6 separate regions of the Mus musculus genome follow, and regions 2, 3, 4, 5 and 6 are each linked to region 1. A link is a contact called in public promoter capture Hi-C data. All regions are on one chromosome and are shown on one strand. The core of a region is the stretch at or near the end of the contact, and the rest is flanking DNA. Distances in the headings are between cores, read along the strand shown.

The links. Promoter capture Hi-C pulls out the DNA fragments that hold promoters and counts their contacts. Capture Hi-C pulls out chosen DNA fragments and counts their contacts.
Region 2: a promoter capture Hi-C map of liver shows a contact between it and region 1, with 2.2 times the contacts expected there. The contact joins the promoter of Mxd4 here to the promoter of Ppp1cb in region 1. A contact is called at or near these places in 2 of 39 promoter capture datasets (liver and pre-B cells).
Region 3: a contact with region 1 is called in a promoter capture Hi-C map of pre-B cells, with 6 times the contacts expected there. The contact joins the promoter of Ift172 here to the promoter of Ppp1cb in region 1. A contact is called at or near these places in 2 of 39 promoter capture datasets (liver and pre-B cells), 2 of 484 Hi-C or Micro-C datasets (CD4 T cells and embryonic stem cells), 2 of 115 datasets of contacts at active chromatin or transcription factors (astrocytes and extraembryonic endoderm stem cells) and 2 of 9 other capture datasets (adipose tissue and liver).
Region 4: a promoter capture Hi-C map of adipose tissue shows a contact between it and region 1, with 3 times the contacts expected there. The contact joins the promoter of Nrbp1 here to the promoter of Ppp1cb in region 1. A contact is called at or near these places in 8 of 39 promoter capture datasets (the 3T3-L1 cell line, 3T3-L1-derived adipocytes, the HPC-7 cell line and 5 more), 1 of 484 Hi-C or Micro-C datasets (embryonic stem cells), 3 of 115 datasets of contacts at active chromatin or transcription factors (astrocytes, embryonic stem cells and pancreatic cancer cells) and 3 of 9 other capture datasets (adipose tissue, embryonic stem cells and liver).
Region 5: a promoter capture Hi-C map of liver shows a contact between it and region 1, with 6 times the contacts expected there. The contact joins the promoter of Zfp512 here to the promoter of Ppp1cb in region 1. A contact is called at or near these places in 2 of 39 promoter capture datasets (hippocampal neurons and liver), 6 of 115 datasets of contacts at active chromatin or transcription factors (bone marrow-derived macrophages, embryonic stem cells, extraembryonic endoderm stem cells and 2 more) and 2 of 9 other capture datasets (adipose tissue and liver).
Region 6: a promoter capture Hi-C map of adipose tissue shows a contact between it and region 1, with 3 times the contacts expected there. The contact joins the promoter of Eif2b4 here to the promoter of Ppp1cb in region 1. A contact is called at or near these places in 3 of 39 promoter capture datasets (cranial neural crest, liver and pre-B cells), 1 of 115 datasets of contacts at active chromatin or transcription factors (pancreatic cancer cells) and 2 of 9 other capture datasets (adipose tissue and liver).

The regions. Positions count from the first base shown.
Region 1 is chr5:32,457,538-32,460,237 of GRCm38.p6, reverse strand. Ppp1cb (protein phosphatase 1 catalytic subunit beta) reads right to left here and starts at 1,268. Exons shown (of 8, transcript NM_172707.3): 1 at 831-1,268. The coding sequence starts at 882.
Region 2 is chr5:34,186,377-34,189,076 of GRCm38.p6, reverse strand. It overlaps Mxd4 (Max dimerization protein 4), which reads left to right and starts at 1,367. Exons shown (of 6, transcript NM_010753.2): 1 at 1,367-1,567; 2 at 1,649-1,748. The coding sequence starts at 1,504.
Region 3 is chr5:31,289,739-31,292,438 of GRCm38.p6, reverse strand. It overlaps Ift172 (intraflagellar transport 172), which reads left to right and starts at 1,325. Exons shown (of 48, transcript NM_026298.5): 1 at 1,325-1,465. The coding sequence starts at 1,427. Fndc4 (fibronectin type III domain containing 4) reads left to right here. Exons shown (of 7, transcript NM_022424.6): 7 at 1-197.
Region 4 is chr5:31,239,503-31,242,202 of GRCm38.p6, reverse strand. Nrbp1 (nuclear receptor binding protein 1) reads right to left here and starts at 1,285. Exons shown (of 18, transcript NM_147201.2): 1 at 1,201-1,285.
Region 5 is chr5:31,451,080-31,453,779 of GRCm38.p6, reverse strand. Zfp512 (zinc finger protein 512) reads right to left here and starts at 1,344. Exons shown (of 14, transcript NM_172993.3): 1 at 1,203-1,344; 2 at 567-625. The coding sequence starts at 1,232.
Region 6 is chr5:31,191,851-31,194,550 of GRCm38.p6, reverse strand. It overlaps Eif2b4 (eukaryotic translation initiation factor 2B, subunit 4 delta), which reads left to right and starts at 1,412. Exons shown (of 13, transcript NM_010122.2): 1 at 1,412-1,558; 2 at 1,926-1,969; 3 at 2,263-2,398. The coding sequence starts at 1,528. Snx17 (sorting nexin 17) reads right to left here and starts at 1,247. Exons shown (of 15, transcript NM_153680.2): 1 at 1,086-1,247; 2 at 608-682. The coding sequence starts at 1,148.

The sequences.
Region 1 (2,700 bases), core at 19-2,518:
CCAAGACCCGCCTTTAACTTCGAACAGTATCCCCCAACGGACCAATACATTTAACTACTGGCCTCTCCATCTCCTCTTTTCTCCTTATGTTCCCACCAACACAAAACTAATCGATAAAAGCATAAGAACCCGGAACTTCAAATGCTGAGAACACTTGTAAAATACCTTTTAAGCTCAAGAGATTATTCACAACAGACATTTGCTAAGTTTGTGCAGAAATTAAACTCGGCTCAAACATGTTTAAAAAAAAAAAAAAGCCCCCAAATCAACCCCTTCAGCACATGTATCCGGGCGTTTCGTATTTCTAACGGACGTCTTTAACCTGATTCAGGATTTTTACTGTTTTTTTATACTCCAGATAATAAATGGTAAACTAGTCATCGTATCCTCTCCCTAATTCTTTCTAGAGCATCCAGTAAAATGCAAACGATCCGAGAGCCTTACTGGGAAGGTTTTATGTAAAATTCACTACCGGAACGACCATCGGAGGCTGCCAAGGGCAACGCACAAAGAGAACCGAGAAATACACATTCCACGGACACACAAAGCCCAGCGGCAGGCATCCTCGCCCCTTCTTCGGAACGGTCTGCAGAGGCCAGCACAGCGGCCAAGCGGAGCCCGGCCGCCTCTCGGGAAGACTGTACCAGCCGATGGGCCTCCGGCCTCGCTCGGCCCGGCCTCCCCGCCTGCCCGCCCGCCAGCCCGCGCTCCTGGCCTCCTGGGGCACCCGGCCCGCCCGCCCGCCCGCCCGCCTGCCCTCCTCTCCGACCTCAGCTCGAGCGGGAAGGGCCCCGCGGCCGGGTGGGGAGACGAGCCGGCGCCGCACTCACCCTCCAGCAGGCGGGTGATGAGGCTGTCCACGTTCAGCTCCCCGTCCGCCATCTTGTCGGCACCAGACTCTCCTCCCTAAAGCGTTAACAGGGCTTCTCGGCGGCGGCGGCGGCTCGGCGTTCTCACCTACGAGTCACGCGGCGTTTCGACCCCGGCTCCAACTCCCCCCGGGCGCGGGCCCTCCCCCCACCCCCTCCCCGCCGAGCAGCGACAGCGCGCGCACACGCTGGCGGCGCCCACTGGAAATAAATAAATAAACAAGCAGGCCCCCAGGAACCGGGCCGCGTCAGGAACCGGGCCGCGTCAGACCCCAGCCGCCACCGCCTCCTCCACCTCCTCCTCGGCACCGCCCAGCTCCGCAAAGCTCGGCAGCGCCACGGACAGCCCCGCCCTCAGCGTCACTCCCTCCCCTCCGCCCTTGCGGGCCGCCTAGCCGCGCCGAACTGCGCGCACGCGCGCCACGTCCCCTTCCTGCCTCTCCAGCTCCCCGCCCTCCCCTCCGCGGTTGCTAACGCGCAGGAGCGATTCCCTCTCTCAGGCGTTCCACTGCAACGAACAGTCGCCACTACGCAGGCGCAGGGCGGAGCCTGCCTTGCTTGTGAACGCAGAGCCGGCGTAGGCTGGAATGACCTTCCTTCCCTGCTCCCCAGGGCCTGGTGGTTCCGCAGAGTTAACTATTGCGTTCTTCCCGCCTTGCTTTTCTTTTCTAGGTTTCAGTCACTGGTTTTCAAAACAATTGCTCGTATTTCCGCTAACCCGGAAACGTGGGTTTCAGTTGCCTATGTTGGAAACCCAGGTGTGCTGGAGATAAGAGACTTCTCTGTTGAAAAAGATTGACATTGCAGATCAAGGGCTCTGTATCACATCACCAGAGTCGCTGATTCGCCAGGTGACCCTAGAAGAAACAGGATTCAAAGTGGGCCTCAGTCAACAGCAATAAGATTTTACACGCTCCCGACATCTCCATACACTCAGGATACCACTTTTCTATAGTTCTTTTCTGTTCATTGATTTCTTATATTGCTTAATTCTCTTATCTTGTGATTTTTAAACATTTCTCTACTGCACTCGGTTCCTAGAGGATAAAAATCACATTTACCGGGCATAAGAGACCTGTAATCCCTACAACTGGGAGATGGAGGCAGAAGATCCAGAAGCCCAAGGTCATCTTCAGCTACATAATAAATGCTTGCAGTTGGGATAAATTAAAAACAAATACAGGGACTGAAGAGATGATTCAGAGGTTAGGAGCACTGCCTGTTTTTTTGCAGAGGACATGGGTTCAATTCCCAGCACCCACATGGTTACAACTATCTATCTGTAATTTTGATTCTGATAAAAATAAAATAAAAAGAAAAGGACATGATTGCTTCTAGGTATGATGAAGAAAAAGGTTTATTAGAGATAAATGGGAGAACATAGTTGGGAGGAAAGACATCTGGGAATATTCAGAGCGAGCATGACTCTGAGGGGGAGGGAAAGAGAAGATTAGGGCAGGGAGTGTGCATGCCATACATACCCTGTAACAGGTAGGAATGGCTGAGAGAACCTGGGTCCAGTAACCACTTTCACATGTTAAATAAGTACCTCTGTCATTTGTCCCAGGTTTGAGACCTAACAGTTCCAGGGCATCTGATGCCCTCTCGGTCCTCTCTATGGGCACTATACATAGTACACAAACATACATGCAGACAAAGCACTCATATGCATAAAAATACTTTTTAAAAGTAAAGAAGGAAATAGAAAAAAAAAAAAGGAAACCAAGCATGGGAAAGATCAGATTAAACCAGGGGCTTTATTTCCAAAATGCACGCTGGAAGATTCTGTTAACTTGAAAAAGATGGGCTAAAAAGTTGACTCTCTGCTTTC
Region 2 (2,700 bases), core at 118-2,617, 1.7 Mb before region 1:
AGGTCAGACATCTGTGGCTCACACCCAGGCTGGGAGGGAGGTGGTTCTGGTTTCCACATTCCCAGATTGTTAACAGCTCTGGGTGTGGGAGCAGTAATCTCCATCTTTCTATTTCAAGGGGACACTGCAAGTTTCCTTATCTGCATATTGGGCATATGGAGAGCCACAAGGAAGTGTGCACAATGCATCCACCTTGGTCCTAAAGTAAATTCAATGCTAATAATCTTTGTTGTTTGCTACAGTACCTTCCTTCCATTTTAAGAGCTGCTATCTAGCCACCTTATTTCCCACAGAACTCTCCAGCCTGCTATTTTGTCCTCAACCTAATAACAGAGAGAGGATCAAGGGGTGGGAGAGGATGGATACAGAGGATGGTGTTAGGGCATCTTGAGCTGTCTGTCCCCCATGCATCTATAGGCCAGCATGAGGGCCTCGGGTCATTAGGGCCAGGAGTTTGCTGAAGAGTTCACCCTCTTGTCACCATAGCCTGGCTCTTGGCACGGCTCTACCCTCAGACCAAGCACCGCAAACAGACACTCACGGATCCCTCTTGCTCAGTAGTGTCAGTAGCTCTTGGTGCCTCTCCCTTAACCCTGGTGGCCTTCCTTTTTACTCCTGATGGCTGATCCTGCCTACTTTGGGTCTGACATCTGAGAGGCTTTTAGATTCCAATGGTCTGCGTCCCTGTCTCCAAGTTTTAGCCTTCCCTGAAGCCAATATTCCTGCCAGAGACAGGTGTCCTTTGCTGTTCTTTAGCGAGATCCCAGCGCCCGCCCCTATCAGGCCCCAAGCCTGGTCCTCCACCGAGACTATGGTACCAACTGACTCCGGGCAACAGGTCGTTGCGCACGACATGCATGGGCACGACAAAGCGCCAGGGCGCGTGTCCGCAGCGCATCCTGCCTGGTGTCTCCCGAGACACGGTCCACGTCCTCCTGGCCCCCGCGTAGGCCGGGCAGCAGTCCCACCACACAGTGCTTCCTCTCGGCAACCGGTCCTGCCCGGGCGTCCTCATTGGCCCCACGCCCTGTCACTGGCCATTGGTCCGCGGACTCAATTTACATAGACCGTTCTGGCCCAATCGGCGTGCAATGCCTACTTAACATGCACGATGGCCGCCAGTCAGCGAGCACTGGGGCTGGGCCACCACGTGCTGTTGCTAAGCTTGGGCTTCTAAATTGTTACTACTGGAGCCAGCCTATCCTAGCCAAGCTTCGCATCTGTCAACATTCTCAGCTCTGCCCGAGGCGTTCGGCCAGTCCCTATTGGGCAAGGCTAGACAAGAACCCGCCCCCTAAGCCGGAGCGCCCACACCTATTGGCTGCGTCGACTGCTGCTCGACTTATGTGTCAATTTGAGGGCCTGAGGCAGAGGGTGGCGGCCCAGCGCTGGAGTCCGCGAGTCGGGCTGGTGTGCCGCCAGGCGCGGGGCGTGCGGCGAGCAGAGCCGGCAGGAGCGCGCCGGGCAGCCGCCGCCGCCGCCGTCCCGTGCGCGGGCGGCAGGATGGAGCTGAACTCTCTGCTGCTGCTGTTGGAGGCGGCCGAGTACCTGGAGCGTAGGGACCGAGGTAGCCCGCGCCCCTTTGTGCCAGGGTGGGCGGGCGGCGGGCGGGCGCAGGGGGCCGCTGACCGCACCGTCTGTCCCGCAGAGGCCGAGCACGGCTACGCCTCCGTGCTGCCCTTCGACGGCGACTTCGCAAGGAAGAAAACAAAGACGGCCGGCCTGGTGCGCAAGGCCCCGAACAACAGGTACCGCCCCCAACCCCCACCTCCCACCCCCGCGCGCTGTGCCAAGCCAGCTCGGGTCGGCCCCACCCGAGTGTCCCCGTCCTCTCTGCGTCCCCAGTACAGTCCTGCGCGCACCCGGGCGGCCGGCCTGGAGGAGGTGCCGGCCCCGCCCGCGCGTCGCCATCTTCCCGCGGCCGCGCCTCCCCGCCGCCGTAAACAGTGCCACGCGTACAGCGGCCGCGCTCGCCGAGGGCCGTTCTGGACTTTTCCAGACCGGAGAGGAGTTGTCAGTTGGTGCCGACCGCTACTCCCTAGTTTGGGCCTAATTGGGGACTCCTCCCTCCCTTGCACTTCTCGGAGCTGGCTTTGCTCTTAGACCCAGCACCTTATCCCCAGGAGCCTGGACAGAGACCTCTCTCTGGCTACTTAAGCGTCCTGCGCAGCTTATTGACAAGGAAACTCCAACCACAAGCATAGGGCTGGCTTTGTCGCGAAGAGCTGCAGGGAGCTATTTCTCTCAAAAGTTCCAGGGCTCAACTACACTGTTTGCCTTGGCCTTGTGTTTGGAGGAAGCCCTGAAGCTGAGGTTTAGGTATGGCTAGGACTGCTAAAGGTTCCACCTTCCTGGCTGCAGTGGGATCCAGGGCACACCTGACACTGTCTAGGGGCTAACTTTGGCCCAGCTACTCCTGTGTGGTCAGTCTGAGAGCTTCCTTAGCAGGCTGGGGGCTTCAGGGCCCCTTGGCAGAGGGTGCGGCTCATTCCTGTGGCCTGTCTGTTCTTGGGAAACAGAGAGGCTGGCACAAGGACCCATTTCTGTGGTGTCCTAGGCCTGGCAAAGAACAGGTTGAATTACCAACGGCCTGAGTCCCAGCCCCTGGTCTCTTGCTTTGAACAGTTTGCAGAAGGACTTAAGTGTGTTGGAGGCCTCACTGCCCCAAGCTTCCACAGTGAGATGGCCTGGACCCGGCTT
Region 3 (2,700 bases), core at 76-2,575, 1.2 Mb after region 1:
TGCCCTTGGTGCCATGTGTTCTCACCCCGGGCACACCAGTGCCTCGTCTTTGTTTTCTTTTTCATCTATGTCTTTGTTCATTCAAAGTTAATAATAATTGTAATCCATAAATGAGTTTATATTTATACTCTAACATATCCAGAGGATTCTAGAAATAAAGCTGAGGGGTTTGGATGCCCCTATCAAAAAAAGTATAATTTGAGTTCTGGGACCTATTTGTTACCTGTGAAAAAAGGGAATCTGTCCCCTTCTGATTCTTAATTTTCTAGAGGGATGTGGTGGCAGGAAGAGAAATACTCGTTACCATTGGCAACTGCAGTGCGCTCAAGGCTTTGGGCCCAGCATTTGCCTGGGGGGCATATGCTATGCTTTTAGGGGGGGATAGGGCTTGCCCACCTTGGGTCATTTAGAGAAGGCCTATGACTAACGTTTCTGCATTTCATTCTGTCTCTTGATCTTTTGGGAGAAACAAGAACAAAAATTATTGAAAGGATCCCAAAGAAGATGGTATCTTTTTTTGCTTAACTAATCACAACCACAGGTGTCATGCAGCTCTAAACTAGGAGGGGAACCAAGCTCTGGTCTGCCTCCTGCACTGTCCCATAGAGACATCTGGGTTTCAGGAATCTGCCTTGAACTCAATGACCAAACAGGGTGCCTTTTCTTTCCCTAGCCAGTGCTTCCAATATATCCACCATATCCTGGATAATTTCCTGAGACTGTGTTTCAGAGTAGAGAAGTTGGGCATGGAGACAATGAGTTGAGGAGAGTTGAGCCTTCTTACGGGAATTAAAAGGTTATTAGCTGTGGGTTAAATGCCGGTTCCACCCTTTACAAGCTGTTTTAACTTTGGCGAGTAACTCCTTTAATCTGCCTCCTGTTGGGTAAAATGGGTCTGTACCGCTGCTGAATTCAAACACAGTGCCAAGTATATCCTTGAGCTTTCACTGTTATCTGTCAGTATTGAGTGGCCTCCCGCAAGTCACCTAAGTTTTGGGATGACGTGAAGATTTCAGCTCCGCGAATTGTCTTTTGCCTCTCGTAGCACCTGCCTTGCTCTCCTCCAGAGTTTAAGCAACTAAAGCACATCTGGCCGGGTAGGACAATAAGAAAACGTAAGGATATGGTGACGTAGAATCCGGAGAGGACCGAAGACTTGTGGGCGGAGGTTTGCGTTAGGTTTGCATGCAGCCACAGGATTGGTCGCGGAGAGAATTCCACAACCCCTCTTATGGGCCCGCCTTAGGACTCACTGCGCTTGCGCACGTCCTGTTCGCTCCGTCGCGAACCCACTACGTGACCTTATGACGTATGTCGCACTCACGTTGCCTGTGCGTCAGCGGTTAGCGCCGCCGATGCTTGGCGGGTTGTCCAGGTAACCACGGGAGTTGTCTCGGTCAGTGAGCATCCGAGACCGGTGTACGTCATGCAGTTGAAGCACCTGAGGACCCTGCTGAGCCCTCAGGTGAGGAATCGCATGCCTCTTCCATTCCCAGGCCACCAGGCGTTCAAAAAAAAAAAAAAAAAAAAAAGTAAGGGAACATAAGTTCATACTTTTTGAGCGTCTACTTTGTTCAGAAGACCGTGAAAGCTCTTTCAGCAGGCGACATGCATCACTAACGACTCTAAGCTTTCTTTGCATGACATTACATCAGTTGAGTGCCAGGCCCCAAGCTTAGGCTCTCCGGGATCACCCGCATTACGCGTCAAGGCTCTTTTTGGAAGGAGAGGCGCATATATAGTCAACCTTCATAAGTCTACACAGGATGAAATGAGCACTTTAGATATAAACCCTAAAAAAAGGTAGAGCAGAAGCTGAACCCTCTTTTGGATTGTGAAAGTGTGTCTCCTCAGAAGCAGAAGAGGCTGGGTGGGCGCTGGAGGAGGAGCCCAGAGACATAAACGAAGATTATGTTTGGTTTGGGCGTGAAGAGGACAGAGTCTCTGTCTTAGCTTAGCTCCAACACTGACTTGACCAAATGGTATTTCTGGCTTTAACCATCACCATACGCAATCATTCTATCACTAGCTTCTTCATCTGGTAAAGAAAAGGCGCAGGGAGAGCAACTGTAAGCGACTTAGGAGAATGTTAAATAAAGTTCTACACAGAACAGAATCTTATAAGCCTTGGTAGCCCAGGCTAGTAATCTCAGCAATTGTGGAGGTAGGAGGATCAGGAATGCAAGGCCATTCTTAGCTACGTGGAGAGTTCAAGGCCAGCCTGGGCTACTTGAGACTCTTAGGAGAGGGGGTAGGGGAAGGGAGAGAAGGGAAGGAAAGGGGAGGGGAGAAAAGGGGAGGGGGAAGGGGAAAAGGGAGAGAGGAGGGAAGGGAAGGGGAGGGTAGGAGAGAGAGAGGGGGGAGGGGAGAGGAAGAGGAAGAGGAAAGGCCTGTGAGCTGGCTCACTGGCTAAGGTACTTGCCACTAAGCCTGACCTCCTGAGTTTGAGCCCTGTGACCCACACAGTGGAAGGAAAGAGCCAGCTTGTGCAAGTTGTCCCACCCCACTCAAAATGTAAGGAAAAAGTTTTAAAGAGCATAAGAAAACTGGAAAGCCATAAGAAGGATGATTGACAAGAGAGAAAGGCATTCCAAAGTGAAAGGACAGGCTAACACAACACAGATAAGAAGGTTGGCTATGGGGGAAATGACTCATCACCAGCGTGGGAAACTGAGTTCAGATCTCCAGCATCCTCTTCAG
Region 4 (2,700 bases), core at 36-2,535, 1.2 Mb after region 1:
AAGATGAGTTAAGGATCACTTTTTCCTCCGTCCCCTATCAAAGAGCTAAGAAAATAATAAAGTCTGTTTCAGCTACATTCGCAGAATGTGCATCCAATCTGAACGGATAAGTGAAAGTCTAGCGAGATACAGAATATACTCTGGAACGTCAAAGCCCATGGAATCTAAAACTACAGGACCAAGGAAACAGGCAGCCCCTCCACGGGGCACTTAGAGAAAAGATGAACTGTCATCAGAGACAAACATCCAGAAAGCACATTGCCCTCCCAATCATGTCCCAGAAGGTAAAATAAGAGCAGTGCCTAAAGATCTCCAAGCACTCCCGCAAGAGATGCAGAAACGTGTGCAACACTGGGGGTTCTGCCTCAGAGCTGCTGGCAGTTTTAACAGGGATCACTGTGGAAAAGCTCATTTGCATCGGTGAGGGTATCTCCTCGAAGCCTCTAGCTACCCTGAGGACGCATAGTACATTCACTACAGGGCATTGTCTGTCATCTCGCAAAGTTGTTCTCCCGGCTTCCATTATTAGTTGAAAGCCCTCTGCACATCACCCCGCATAGCTCGCAGCCACAGGCCGCTCTGAGGAAACCCAGAAAGCCTCTGAGGTCAACAGAACTGCTCAGTCGGAGAGAATGCAAGCTCGGAGGGAGGAGGCCCTCAGCTTGTCAACACTCCAACAGGTCGCCCGGCCAGTATCTGGAAGGAAGCGGCGGCGGACAGACAGTGGCCGGCCAGGAGACCGAGCACCACAGCCACCTCATCAAAGGCCAGCCCTGCCCCGCCGTCAGGCCGCAGACCACGCCCCCGCGCTCGGCGCGCCGCCCCGCGAGCAGGCCCGGCCCGGACGCCGCGCTTCCTTCCGCAGGCCCTCGGGCCCGGGCCCCCGCCCCGCCCCCGCCCGCGCCGCCTGCCCCGCCTCTCGCGGCCAGAGTTCCAAGAGAACGCCGGGGCCCCCCGACCCGCGCCCGCAGAATTCCGGGCCGCCGCGGCCACGCCGGAGACACCAGGAGGGCGGGCGGCGCCCTGGGGCCAAGGTGGCCCCTCAGCTGCGACGGGCCGGGCTAGGTCGGGCCTGACTCCCGAGAAAGCAGGGCCGCCCGACAGCACCCGCCGGCCGCGTCCTGCCGGCCCGCGGCTCGGGGTCATCCTGCCGCCCTTCCGCGAGCCCCTCCCTCCAGGGCCTCTTTCTCCGGAGCTCACCTCCCGACTCCGCGCCCGCAGCCTGCGCTTCAGCTCCAGCTCGGGTTCCGGGGCCTCGGATCCCAGCGACTCCCTCACAGCTGCGCTCCGCAGCGCAACCGAACTGCGGGCCCCGCCCTCGCGGCGTCCGGACCAACAGTGGGCGGTGCCGCACCGCCGCCAGGTTTCCATTGGACAGGGCAGCGGGGGGCGGTTCCCACAGACCGAGGCTCTCAAGGCAGTCTACTGCCGGGTCTCCTCCCCTTGCGGGGTTCCGGCAGACTGCCTGCCAGCGTTGTCTTCTTGTCTCTCTGTCCATCCTCCTCCCAGTCGAGGTGCCCCCAAGTAATTCTGCCGGACGAAAGGAAGGCCTTCTCTCTCTTCTTGAAAGCGCCATGACAGTCCTAATCCTCTAAGAAGACAAAAGGAACGGAAGACGCAGCCTTTCAATCTGAGGAACGAACCCACCCACATTCCCCATTTGGGAAAGAGACAGTGCACTGGTCATCAAATTTTCAGAAAGCTTTTTTTTAATCGCTTAACATGAAAACTAATAGTTGCTGATTTGCATAACATTATTTACCCAGACATAACCTGATTCGACCCACATAAGGGAGAACTCATTGAAGTTATCCAATGATAGTTGGCAAATTCGAAAAAGAAACAAAACAAAACAAAAAAAAAAAGTTACTCAAATTTAAGTTGACATGAGTCCAAAATAGAATCCGAAGTAAGAAGATCCATCAAAACTGTCTTTGAAAAGGTATTATTTGGAAAGAGTTTACATTGTCTGTGAGTGTAAAGAATTACAATAGATTCTGGGTAAGCCATTGATCTTAGAAAGTTAAAGGCAGAATTTAAGAGATGTATAATACCATTATACATGTATTATCAAGGAAGAAGGATGAATCATCTGAATCTGAGAATGTCACAATCACCAATTTTACTCTCCTTAAAGGGACTAGTTAATCCTAGTTCACGGGTTCACACAGAAATCCTATAGAGACTCATTTTTTTCTCATCTCTTCACTTTAAAATGCTTGCTTTAAAAACTGAAATTTCAACAAGCATGCCAGAGAGATCTCTGTGAATTCAAGGCCAACCAGGGCTACATAGTCTCAAAAACAAACTTTTTTTTTCACCCAGCATAGTAATGCATACCTGTAATCCTATCACTCAGTAGGCTAATGCCGTGAGTTCAAGGTCAGCATAAGCAATAGAGCAACAACACTGTGTCAAGACAAAATAGAATTCTGATGTTGGATTAAAAGATGCACTTACCTAAAATGTATAGCACACCATTTCAAAGTTTGTTCTAGTCTCAGAAGGGTGCTCATCCTCTCCAGATTAGCCTTTCTGCCAAAGCCATTGTAACTCCTGAGCCATGGCAAGCATTCATGACATATCTGTTCATGCTACTTTAGTTCCTATTATTTTCTGTCAGTACTATTTCAAATGTGCACAGAGGATCTTTTGGCAACCTCATTTTCAGTTATTTTCTCATGTATACCTAAAATGACC
Region 5 (2,700 bases), core at 95-2,594, 1.0 Mb after region 1:
CAGAGCAGACATCCCGTAAGTGTTATCTAAGTGAATGAACTCACCCCGGAGGTCCAAGTTAATAAAATCTTTCTTTTGTGTTAGCCATGGCAAAACTTAGCACATTCATTACACAAAACAATAAATCAGGGCTGCAACCAAGTAGCTTAGAAATGTAAAGATTGCTTATAGCTGTTTTTATTTCCCTCCCCAGTCCATCAAATTAATTATGAGCACATATTTGATATGGGGGGCAGAGGCCACGCAGGAATACCACTAACTGAAACACACACTCCATTTTTATTAGACTGCATCTTTATTGCAAGCCAGGTTTTCTTTCCCCCACACTAGGATTTTATCTGCACTGTCCAATCCCGTAGCTACTACCTACAGATGGTTATTGAAGTTTTAGTCCATTAAAATGAAATAGAATTTGTAATTCGGTTCTTCAATTGTACTAGCCACATCTCAAGTGCCCCAAAGCCATACCTGTCTGGTGGCTATGATGCTCCACAGTGCAGACACAGAACATCTTTAGCAGCACTGTCTACACCATTACAAAAATGTCCTCAGAAAACCTCACTTACTTCTTAGCTCCCACGATCCTGGTGCTCCTCTGCTGCTTAAGGGATGTGGGTCCCGGGGTCTAGCAAATCACAAGCACAGGAGTGAGTGCTAGGGACCTTTGAAGCTCATCCGCAAAGAGATGAATCCCCCTTGTGCCTAGATGTGAAGCTGTCCCGAGCAACTACTTCAAATGGACTGAAGGAGACACTTTTTAGGAAACCTGTGCCATTCTATTTATTCACAATGTAAAGACGGGTTGACAATACCAGAGTTTTCATCTTTGTCCATTCTCAAAACCCTATCCTAGATAGAGGCTTGAAAAGAAAAGACGAGGAAAAAAAAAATATATATATGATATATACATATGTATCATATATATATTAAAAGAAACGGGAGGCACTGGGGATGCTGAAGGAATATAAATAATTACAATGTGTCGAGGAACTCAGTCCAAGGATACGAGGACTAAGCAATAAAAATAAAAATGGGAAGAAAAAAGGCGGTAAGTGGATCTGATATAAAAGGGTGGGGCCTAGGATTGGCTCCGGAAAAAAAAAAAAAAAACAACTCTGAGTACAAAACAAAAGCAAAGGACCGCGTGTTCTCAGCTCGACAGTTCTATTTCTAAAGTATAATGGTCACACCAAGAAACTCACGGCGGTGACTGCACCGAGTCTGGAAGACATCACTCCCCCTCCACGCCTAACAATTTCACCCAAGGGCTCCGGACAGACCAACGCCACTTCCGCTCTCCTCGCCTCTCCCGGATGTGGTCTCAGCGGCGACTAACCCTGTTCTGAACACCTACTTCCGCCTAGCTGCTTCCGAGGGGGCTGCGGCGGGAAAGGAGTCACGTGATAACTCTTCTTCGGCTTCCATTGAGACCCCGCCCCCATAGCAACAAGGGAGTAGGCAGGCCTTTGGGGCGTGAAGGTTGGAGCAAATGGGAGGAGTCTGAATATTTAAGGGGTCCTCCCGAACTAGCGTTTGCACACCTACTCCCACCCATCCCACAAGTGGTTTTACAGATGCAAACGAAATTCAAATCGCCCCTTTATTGATCTTAAATTAAAGACCCATTCTCTTCTCCTTCCCTCCCAGATATCTCTTTCTTTGCTCAGGTGAGGGACAGAACTCTCCTTATCCACTAACTTCTGGCCTCCAAACTTGTCTAGCTTTTGGATTTTTTTTTTTTTTTTTTTTTTTGGTGCGGTCCCTGAAAGACATGAACACTTTAGCCAAGTTACATCTGGATCTCTCCAGCGGATGAGTCTGGAACAATGCCTGTTCTTAGAAGAAGTGGGCTTGATCCAGAACTATGTCCTTTCCAACCAGAGGGAACGGAAAAGGATCTTTCAGAGAAATTACCATGGCTCCTTTCTGAATGACTGCCCAGTGACGTCCACGAGAGACTGAGATGGCTCGTTTTTGAGGGACTGAGGCATCTCAGAGAATAGAGAGTCTGCTGACTCCTCCCTGAAAGACTGTGTAGACTCTTCTTCACAGAAGGAATGTGCCCTCTTCTCTCTAGAAGTCTACAAGGGCTTCTCCCTGAGGGACTGTGAAGGTTCCTTCCTGAGGGACTACAAGGGCTCCACCTCAAGTGACTTCTAGGGCTCTTCCCTGAAGGACTTGGAAAGCTACTCCCTGAGGGATTTTGAGGACTTCTCCTTGAGGAACTGTGGCCTCTCCCCTTAAAGAGACTGTTATGTCTTCTATCAAAGAGCTATGATAAGTTCTTACAGAGGAACTAAGACTGTTTCTCTGGGAGGGACTTTAATGACTCTGATTTCATCAAGGAAGTAAACTCAGCCCCGGTACAAGAGACAGACACATGCTCAGTGACTTCCTGGAATATGTCGCTGAACTTTGAACTAGTTTTCTTGACTCCCAATCTACTACCAGAGTATTGCTGGATTATGGAAGATGTTGAGCAGAGTGTTGACATCGTTAAAGGCATTCTTTTCTCATTACTGTGACATAAAATATGTCTCTGAATATAGTTTTTAACCACTGAAGTCTGAGAAACAGTCCTTGAAACCCTTTCTAGCAGGCTTTGAGAAAATACCATTAGTTCAGCTGGAACCCCAAAAATTAAGAATAGATTGGTAGATGTCCATAGTGGAGCCTTCTGTTACAAATGACTGAAAACAA
Region 6 (2,700 bases), core at 163-2,662, 1.3 Mb after region 1:
AAGACTGCTCAGTAGAGAACATTTATAGGGAACACTTATGTGCACAGATAATAAAGTCATAGCATACTCAAGTGTGTTGAAGGGACTTTGCTGATCCAAGAATCTACTTTTTATCTGGAGAAACTGAGGCGGGAAGAAATTAACTTGCTCAGGACTGACATCTAGTAGAAACAGGGCTCTCTAGAGATTCACTATCTATACAGAGCTCACTATCTGGTGAGGGGGGAAACATTTGGACATCTTATACACTGATGGGACCAAGAACACACAAGGAAAGCAGCGAATGGTTTGTATTAATCCGGGGAATGAATTCCCAAGTTATAGTTTAGGTGCCAGAAGGAATGTGCTTTGACTAACAGGGTTCAGTTTTTCCATGCAGGGGCAAAGGATGAAAAAGGAGACAGCTCAGAGAAGGAAGGATGTGTGAGTATAGGGAAGTACAGGAACTGTGAGAGACAAGCCGCTCAGAGAGTTTCCGGAAATGTCACGCTAACAAAGTCCACCTTCCACTGTAGCAGTGATTATAGGGTGATGTAATGAAAGGGGATTAATGTCCGTGGGTATGGAAGGGCTTGAAGCTGCATCTAGACAGGGTTGTTAGTCCCACCTGCTCGTGCAGCCCCAGAAGCTGGCTGTAGCGCACCCGACAGTGCAGGACTCCATTCACGTGAATGTTATAGGCCTGAGGACACAAAAGCAGGCAAACATCTCAGGATCGACGTGCAAACCACCTCTTGCCCCAGAAACCTGTCCGGAAGTTGCCTGACATATCCGTCTGCGCAACGCTCCGAGACTTCCCGGGATTTAGCCTGTTTTTCCCCCAGGGCCGGGTTTCAAGCAGAAGGCCCAGTCCCGAGGACACTCGGGCGCTTGTGCGGCAGTATCCCTCCCGGAGATGACAATAGTGCCCACCGCCAGAGCAGTCGCGGCCTGGCCGGGGAAAGAAGAACCTATTGGAGCTTGGGGTGGCTTAAGTACGAAACTGAGACATGAGATGGCTTCCAGTGAGGTTCGAAGGCTGGAGGCCGCTCCGAGAGCTCCGGCCCGTTATCCCCGCCCTGGCCCAGCTTCTAGCACCTCCTCACCACGTAGGCGGAGCCGCCGCTGTCCCCACTGCGGGACTCCGTTTCAGGAATGGAAAAGTGCATGTTCCCTAAGGCAGAGCTCCGTACTACCAGGTTCGCAGCGCCTCTGCTCGCTTGCCTCTGCCACTCAGCGCGTCTCCGCAGCCCAGCTCGCCATTTTGGTGGGCCTGAACTCCGAGGTGGGAAGGCTGTAGGATGACGGCTCTGCGAGCAGCAACCTCGGCATGCTGGGAGCTGTAGTCGAGCGCCGGAGACGCTCCTAATTGGGAACCCAACATCCTTTGGTCCTCACCGCGACCCGTAGTCCTGGGCGGGACCCAGTGCACGCCGGAAGTTGTAGTCCGCTGGGGACTGACTCCGCGGGAGGCATCAGGGGAGCCAGCAGCCCAGGTGGCGCTGTAGTGTGAGTGACCTCGGCGGGAGGAGCCTAGGACCCACAGTCATGGCTGCGGTGGCGGTGGCTGTTCGCGAAGGTGAGTGAAGGGCTAGATGCACCAAGTGGTAGAAGAGCAGATGAACACTGGATCGCTGATGCGGGGTCCGGAGCGCCTTTGGGCCTTGCCGCCGGGTTTCTGCACGTCGCGGGACTCTGGTTTACAAGATCTAGGGCGCAGCAGGGTGCTGCTTGCCGGCTGTTCCCAGAAGGGTGACTGACCCTTTTCCTCCCACGCCTGTCCTTTGATCCTGCCGCGCAGTGCGTCCCCACGCGGATCCCAGAGCGCCTCGCGCCCGGCAGCCGAGCTGTGGTCATGCCAACCCAGCAGCCAGCTGCGCCGACGAGTCTCCCCAAGTCCTCCCGGAGCCTGTCTGGCTCACTCTGTGCCCTGTTTTCTGATGCAGAATCGAGATCCGAGATGAAGACTGAACTTTCTCCTCGGCCCGGGGTAAGTGAGGGAGAGACCTCCTAAGTCGCCTGTCAAGAGCTACACAGAAAGCTGTGTCACCTTCATTTGGCCCCATCTCCCATCCTTTTCAGTTCATCTCTTAGTAGAACTGGGAGATTTTACAGAGCTTAACGGTGTGTGACTATGACTGAAGAAGTTTCTCTCCTTACTTACGTAGACTTGTAACAGAAGTCAGAGAGTGTTAGGAACTTAACCTTGGGGGAATCTAGTAAGCATCTTGATAAACCTTTGGAATGGCCTGGGGTAGAGCAGTTCCCGTGTCTGTGTCTCAGGCAGCAGGGCGGGAGTTGACCCAAGAAGAGAAGCTTCAGCTTCGAAAAGAAAAGAAACAGCAGAAGAAGAAACGGAAGGAGGAAAAGGGGGCAGACCAAGAAATTGGCTCTGCTGTGTCTGCAGCTCAACGGCAAGGTGCGGGGACGCTTTAAACGGCCGGGGGTAGGATGCTGGATGAGGGATTTGCAAAGGGAGATAGAACAAAGTTGGTTTGAGCAAGTACAAAAGCGGTTACTTGGAAGGCAGAGCCTGATGGTGCTGGCTGGTGGTGGCTTACAGCACACCTTTAACCCCAGCACTAAGGCCAAAGCAAAGGCAGGTGGATCTCTGATGAATTCCAGCCTCAGTCAAAAAAGGAAAAAAAAAAAAACTTAGATAAGGTAAAAGGGAAACTAAGGCCAAAGCAAAGACAGGTGGATCTCTGATGAATTCCAGCC